Linked DNA regions of Xenopus laevis: region 2 is linked to region 1. A link is a contact called in public Hi-C data. All regions are on one chromosome and are shown on one strand. Each heading gives the region's core, a stretch centred on a gene start, on an enhancer-like site or on the middle of the called end of the contact. The rest is flanking DNA. Distances are from core to core; before and after follow the strand shown. Region 1 holds the start of fmc1.L (protein FMC1 homolog). Region 2 has its middle 10 kb from the start of rbfox2.L.

The links. A called contact is a pair of places that touch in the nucleus more often than the background predicts.
Region 2: a contact with region 1 is called in a Hi-C map of the XTC cell line, with 2.7 times the contacts expected there. The contact joins the enhancer-like site here to the promoter of fmc1.L in region 1. A contact is called at or near these places in 2 of 4 Hi-C or Micro-C datasets (the XL177 cell line and the XTC cell line).

The regions. Positions count from the first base shown.
Region 1 is chr4L:112,278,887-112,282,807 of Xenopus_laevis_v10.1, forward strand. fmc1.L (protein FMC1 homolog) reads left to right here and starts at 1,762. Exons shown (of 2, transcript XM_018258755.2): 1 at 1,762-1,941; 2 at 3,596-3,908. The coding sequence starts at 1,810. The coding sequence ends at 3,799.
Region 2 is chr4L:112,470,863-112,474,783 of Xenopus_laevis_v10.1, forward strand. No RefSeq gene overlaps it. Among protein-coding and RNA genes, the nearest start is that of rbfox2.L, 10 kb to the left of the region's middle. Within about 2 kb of position 2,104, at least 1 of the 7 cell types and tissues checked has an H3K27ac peak or open chromatin away from gene starts, as enhancers often do.

The DNA of each region.
Region 1 (3,921 bases), core at 512-3,011:
GACAGTCGTGTTGCGTCGGATCAACGCTGCGACACCATGCAACAATTCTATCTCTTAACTTATTTTTGTTGCATGCGACAATTCGCATGCGTTTTGTCGCAGCACGTCAGATCGCGTCAAAATCGCTTGTGGAGTCCTACCCTTAGAAGTAGAGGGGAAAGGCTACAGTTCCAAAAGACTTGCAAATTCCCCCAGTAATGTGGAGAGGCAGAGTCAGGTGTTCTAAATGTGCAGGAACATCTTGTCTGTGGGGGCATAGGCAAAGACCAGGAAAGGCTTCAGGCACAGAGAACAGGCCAAGTTGTGCCAAAAACACCAATTGTTTTACACACTTCCAAGTCAAGTTTCCATGATAAGGTTTCAACATGATCTTCAAAGAGGAAGGAGGGTTAGCTGGTCATCTTGAACATAAAGAAAATTATGTACATCACAGATATGTAGAGCACTGTCCTTTGCGATGTAATACCCCAAGCATATTAGTAGTAGTAGTAGCAGCGGTGGTGATCCCTTGTGCAGTTATATGTAGTAGAGCAAGAGTAAAGCTCAACTTTGAATGCATACACACAACACCCAGACAGCGGTCAAGAGCTGCCTCATCTACAATGCGGCTCCCCCTACCCCCAGCGCTTACCTTTTCTGTGCTAGAAATGGTATGGGGGGGGGGGAAATCACTTGTGTAGTCCCTGGTAACTTGCTTGGCACTGCAAACTGAGACAAGTTTATTAAAGGAAAACTATACTCCCAAAATGAACACTTAAGCAACAGTCTACATCATATTAAGTGGCATATTAAAGAATCTTACCAAACTGGAATATATATTTAAGTAAATATTGCCCTTTTACATCTCTTGCCTTGAACCACCATTTTGTGATTGTCTCTGTGTTGCCTCAGAGATCACCTGACCAGAAATAGTAACAACTCTAACTGTAACAGGAAGAAGTGTTGAAGCAAAAGACAGAATTCTGGCACAGTGAATCGTACGATCCCTTATTTTTTAAAATGGAAATTTTCTATTTATGATTACCCAATCATATGAAAAATCTTATGAAAATGGTTTATTTACATGAAGCAGGGTTTTACATACGAGCTGTTTTATGTGCCAGACTGGCAATCTGTGGGTTCTGGCAAATGCCAGAGGGGCTGCTGTATGGTTCTATAGAAAGTTACCATATTGTGGGCTGGTAGGAGGCTGTTTGGGCCTCTGTGTACTTGGAATTGCAGGGCCTATTTTGACTCCCAGTCCAGGCCTGTTGGAGGGTATAGTTTTCCTTTAAGTTCCTTCACTGGTGAAAAGCCCCGTGCACCCAGGCCTGCAGCAAAGATCCTGAAACAAGAAAATATTGGCAGAACCGTGTTCTGTTCCGGTCTACAGTAAAATATTATCTCTGGGGGTTAGGGTTGCCACTTGGCCGGTGTTTTACTGGCCTGTCGGTAAATATGTTGCTTGATGCCAATGTTATTTATAGGGAAAAAAACATAAAAATATAGGAAGGCCGGTATTTTTTCCCAGAAAAGGTGACATTGGGGTGCCTAACAAACTGTCACGCAAAAGGTCCCAATTCCCAGGGTCCAAAAGTTTGACAACAAAAAAATGGCATATAAAATAACATGTATATTAATGTATAATGTAGCAGAAAGCCAGATTTAGAATGTGGAGGTTCCTTCTCTAACTACCGCCATTCCATCCTGACTTCACACTGAAGGTCAAACCTACTGCAGTTTAGCTGACAATTTCCCGCCTTCGGCAATCGATTTGTTCGCCCTTGACTTCTCGGCAGTCAACGAGCTCCCCTTTCCACTCGCGCAAAGATGGCGGCCCTCGGTTCTCCCTTGCGTACGTTTCGCAGTCTTTTAAGAGAACTGCGCTACATGAGTGGCCCGAACCGCTATCGTGACACGGCGGCTTATAACTACATTAGAGAGCAATTCAGAAGGAATCAGGTGAGGAGTCCGAGCGCGGGGACGGTAATGGCGCTGCTCATTGGAGCCGCCATATTGTTGTAGCTGCGATTAGCTGAACACAGGGGGTTCGCTGATACAGACAACACTACTTTATTGGGCGTGTGTCTGCATCAGTTTAAATGTGCTTTGTTTGTAGCCTCGTTGGCCAAGAATACAATTATCTAACTAATATATATACATTTATAATATAATACATTTAGGTATAATGTATTTATATAATGTAAATGGGCGCCCTCACTATTCTACTTGTCCTGCTGGAGGTTAGTGAACTTCCACTTCATCACACGAGGCTGTGAGGCTGCTCCTAATTTCCAGTCTATTTCCTTTATATAGTTCTCTCTCTCTCTCTCTCTCTCTCTCTCTCTCTCTCTCTCTCTCTCTCTCTCTCTCATATATTGTCAGGGAGGTGTTTATAAAGCATTACTCTTATGTGGGGCTTGAGTTCAAGAGCTCATTAATAAGCTATAGAGATAATGTCTGGTGCTGCTGCTCCCAGGTCTCTGCAGGAATAAAGCAGGTCCTGACTGCCAATCTGTGGCTTCTGGCTAATGCCAGAGGGGCTGCTGTAAGTTGCCATAGACAGTCACTATATATTGGGCTGGCTGTGGATGTTTGGGCCTCTGTGTACCTGAAATGCCAGGGCCTATTTTGAATCTCAGTCCAGCCCTGGCATCAAGACAATAAACATGATTCAATTGTGCTTGTATGTACGTATTCACATGTTTCAGATCATAACATGTATATGTGGAAGGACAGCGTTTTCATGTCTTTGTGTCATAAAACACCAGAGAAGCCCAGAATATCAGCTTGAACTGCCTGTGTTCTGTCATTTTTGAGTATCACGGTGCTAATAGCTTAAAAAGTAAGGGCAATGCCACTCTGGGGCAGATTTATCAAGGGTCGAATTTCGAAGTGGAAAATACTTCGAAATTCGACCATCGAATAGAATCCTCCGACTTTCGAAGTCGGAGGATTTTATTAGTCATACGATCGTACTTCGAATTGTACGATTCGAATGATTTTATCGTACGATCGTACGATTTTCCTACGAATATAAAAAACTTAGAAAATTGCTCTTGAAGATCCTCATAGGCTAACATAGCACTTCGGCAGGTTTAAGTTGGTTAAAGAGACAGTACTTTGATGGTCGAATGGTCCAATAATCGAACGAGTTTTACTTTGAATCGAAGTCAAAGTAATTTCGAAGTCATAGTATCTTTTTGTACTTCGAAAATTCACTCAAACCTTAGTAAATCTGCCCCTTTGTGTATTTATAGGCCATGTTGTGTTGCCGCTACAAATTACCAGAAAATACCCTGCCATAGACACCAGTGGAAAATGTCTCCACTAAAAGAGTCAAATCACGTAATACTGGTTGACCCCTTATGTGTTTTATTAAATGGCTGCTTATTGCTTGCCAAATTTAACCAATTTTTAGTAATTGTGTTGGAACCACTTTAACTTACTGTATATCTTATTTTCAGTTGTATTCTAAGAATGTCTAAATGGAATGTTTTATTTTTATGGCCTTCATGAAACAGGTGCAGTGTATCTTGGGACTATCTGGACAATGTACCCCAGTGTGTCCTGTGCCTTTACTACCTTGTTGTTTGACATCTCTGTTATTTCTCAGGTAACAGAAGAGAAGTTCTGTCGGGCCCAACAGGAGTTGCATTTCCAAGCCTCGACTTACCTCTGCCTCCTACGCAGTGTCAGAAACCATGATCTGCTCCACCAGGAGTATCACGGCAAGGGAGAGCGCAGCCCAGAACAAGTGGCCGGTCTGGTGGGTTTGAAACTGCCAAAGCAACCCGGAGGCAAAGGCTGGGAGAGATGAAGCGTGGTATTGCTGCAGTCTCACCTTCATATACTGCACATTATTCATCTGACTTCTATTTTTGTACATAAATGTAAAAAGAACTATAAATAAACTATACATCTCTTAATCTCAAGTTGTTC
Region 2 (3,921 bases), core at 854-3,353, 190 kb after region 1:
CCCAACTTTCTCTTTGATCTCACTGAACAGTCAGAAAAAGATACAACATTTCTTAAACTTAGTAATAATTTAATATAAGCAAAGATACAATTGTAACTATTTAAGATAAGCAGGTCTCTTGGGGGGAAATGTGACTTGCAGCTTAAAGGAAAACTAAAGCTTATCTAAAGAAGTAGGCTAGAAATGTTGTACATTATGTTTTGGATTTCTGTACCAGCCTGAGGCATCCACAACCCTTTAACATGGAAGATATGTGCCACAAAAGATTCCCCAGTAGCTCCCCATATTCTTTTCTGCTGATTCACTGCACATGCTCTGTGCTGCCGTCAGTTACTGAGCTTAGGGACCCACTCAAAATATACAGTAAACATAGAATATAAATGTCACAATATAAGGCTGATTAGTAATTAATACAGATAATTACTACATGGCAGCTCTGAAACCAGTGCAACTAGCGCGAGAATTTAATAATCAGCCCTGTAGCATCAGCTTATAATACAGTCCAACCTCATTTTCTGCTGGATAATTTGTGAGAACCCCTAAGCTTAGCTTCTCAACAGCTGCTCAGAGCCCATTGAGCATGTGAGTGTCACAGACACTTTCCAAGATGGTGATCCCCGTGACAAGTTTGAAGTCCTGGATCATTGCTGCTATTGAGAAGCTGAAACTTTAGGCTGGTGCAATAAGTTCAGTATATAAAATATAAAATTTTTAGTCACATTCATTTTTAGGGTTAACATCTCCTTTAAAGGGCAATTCACCTAAATTAGCAAAACTGTAATAACACATAAAACCTGACCATAAACCCCCCAGAAATGTGTTCACAAACTTTCTATAATCTGCCAAATGGATTTGGTATTTAGGGAGTGTGGCCATAAAATGGGTGTGGGAAATACGCACTGCAAATCTTTTTGTCGCTTTTTCTATTTTCCAAATGTTGGGAGGTATGCCAGAGGCTGTACTAGGACTCACTTTCTGGATTGTCAGGATACCAGGATCCTGTGAATAAGGAATAGTTACTGATAGACAGACTCTGTCATAGTACACATCAGGTAGGATTAGTGAGAAAGGAATGCACATTGCCCCAAAGCACTGGAAAAGTAGTGGAGATATGGCTCCTCAGGCAATACGTTCCTTGTGCAAAGAGCATAATGTAAAGGACCAGTATCATTCCTAGTACTGGATGGCATTTGCTGTGGGCATTATTGGCAGATAGCAAGATTTAACCTGAGAGTTATACAGTGCAACTACACTCTTCATACAAAGAAAGCCAATTCTGAAACTAGAGTTGCATTCGAGACTGCTCTTCTGGGAGTTGCAGGGAATTGTCCCTCACCCAGCTGGTTTGAGCGCAGGTAAAATAATAAAATAGTGCCCCCTGTGTGACAGTAACAGAGCACTGCATTTACCCCTTATGTCATATATATATTAGGCAATATGAAATAAGTGGGTTTTTCTCATAATAAGAAAAGGATATTTCACAGAATTTGTGCAAAGCACACAGCAAATGTCTTCATTCTTTACAAGGAAAGAAATCTGGCAAAAACAACATGCCATCTGAGCATATAAAGCCCAGCTTTTGAAAAACAAAGCTATTTGTCCGGTTCTCCTGTTGGAAGCAAAGAAGTGTTTGTTATCATTTCCCAAGTCGTCCAGAATTTCTGACCCCATTTTAAAGGGGTTGTTCACCTTTAAATTAACTTTTATTATCATGTAGAGTGTGATTTTCTGAGACAATTTGCAATTGGTTTCCATGTTTTATTATTTTGGTTTTTGAGTTATTTAGCTTTTGATTCAGCAGCTCTCCAGTTTGCAATTTCAGCTATCTGGTTGCTAGGATCCAAATAATCCCAGCAACCATGCATTGATTTAAATGAGAGACTGGAATATGAACAGAATATGGGTAATAAAAAGTAGCAGTAACAATATAGTGGTAGACTTTTAGAGTATTTGTTGGGGGGCAGTGACCCCCATTTGTAGGCCCGGGCCAAGCCAGATGGGTGCCCAAGGCAACCTGGCCGACCTCTTCACCCCCTTGCCGGGGGTGCGTGTGCGCTCATGTACGGGAGTGTGTGCGTCACTTAGAGCGCATGGAGGGAAAGAGAGCGCACAGAAGCACACTGGAGAGTGCCGATAGAAGAGAAAGGGTCCGGACCAGGGGTAGGCTGAAAGAAGAGATATGTGCTGGGTGCCCCCAGGGGTGGGAAGGGGAAAACATTTTTTTACTTCCTTGTTTTGTGACAAAAAGTCACATGATTCCCCTCCCGCCTCTAATTTGCATATGCAAATTAGGATTCGGTTTAACTGGGCAGAAGGATTCGGCTGAATCCGAATCCTGCTGAAAAAGGCCAAATCAAGGCTGAATCCTGAACCGAATCCTGTATTCGGTGCATTCTTAACTATGAATTAGGGATATAGGCAATAATATGATTTGCAAGTAGAGGTAGAGGCAATACTCAAAACAACAATCTCACAATAGAATGACTTGCAAATAAAACTGTTATTTTTACATCTTTTGCGAACAAGTCTCATTTCACCGCATGCCCGTTTAAGCTGTGTTTATGTTAAGGGATACCATTGTGTCTGCTGTCAGAGGCCCAAGAAGACTATGACTTATGGGGTGTTACATAGGCAGAACAAAGAGTAACATTTCAATTAAACCCCAAATAGAAAATTGCACTCCAGAAAATGTGCCTTGTGCTCAAGGCTAAATTCCCGAGCAGGGAATCTGTCAAGAGAAATAAACAGGTACAAAGAAAAGAAACAGCAGGTCCAAGGTCATTCTGGAAACAGCAATATAAATGGAGACGATCACCAGGCAGAGTGCTTTGTGCATATGGGTCTCTATTACCCGTAGGAGCCGTTGGGCTGTCACACATCCCTTACAGCTAAGCAGCTACAAAAGAGACACAGTGCAGGCATGATTATTAACCTATTCATAGCTGATTATCTAGTAAATTGTACAAGCACCACATGCCTAAACCCATTTCATCCTACCAACTTGCAGGATGTTGTTCTTAAAGTGATACTAACACTAAAAAACTACTTTTTAAAATATGAAAGTATATTAAAAGTTACCTATAGGTCATGTTGATTGTTTTTTTGCTGAGTGGTTTGTTTTTGTAATTGTTAGTTGAAGCTCCTAAACCTGACTGTTTTGCTAACCTGACTGTCCCATCTCAGCCTGTCAGTTAAAGTTTCTAATGCTAACGGACTCCTGCTGCACAAATATGGCAGCCCCCACATACAGGAACATGGGGCATCAGACAGGTAATGGAAAAGCATTGTACAAATACTTTATGGCAAAGTTATAACATACCTCTCAACATTTTGGAAATAAAAAGAGGGACAAAAAAGTTGGTGTGCGTTGAATTTTTTGACCACACCCATTTGTGTGGCCACACCCCCTAATTACCGTGTTCATTTTACAAAATTTGGCAGATTATGAAAGTTTGAACATATTTCTGTGTTTTTTATTACAGTTTTGCTAATGAAGGTGAATTGCCCTTTAAGCTGTGAGTCTAACTTCTCCCAAGGAACCTGTTAATTACTTATTTGCTTATCTTGAAATTGATACAAATGTATCTTATCTGCAGCTGTGGCTGTTCTGGGCTCTCTGACAAAAGCCAATTAAGTTAGAAACTATGTTTCTTTTTCTGGCTGTTCAGTGCAGAGAAAAACAGGACTTTCCAGTACAAATGAGGGACTGCAGGTTGAGCTGTCTAAAGAGGGACTGTCCCTCTAAAAATGGGACAGTGTGGAGGTATGGGTATAAGTTGCTTTCAAAGGCAATATTATGATAGATGTAAAAAAGAGTTTCATTTCTGGTGTCAGTATGTCTTTAATAGTGTAACTAAAACCTGTGTGCCTCTATTTTAGAGTGGAGCGCAAGGCTCCCCTCCCCCACCAAGACCAATTTTA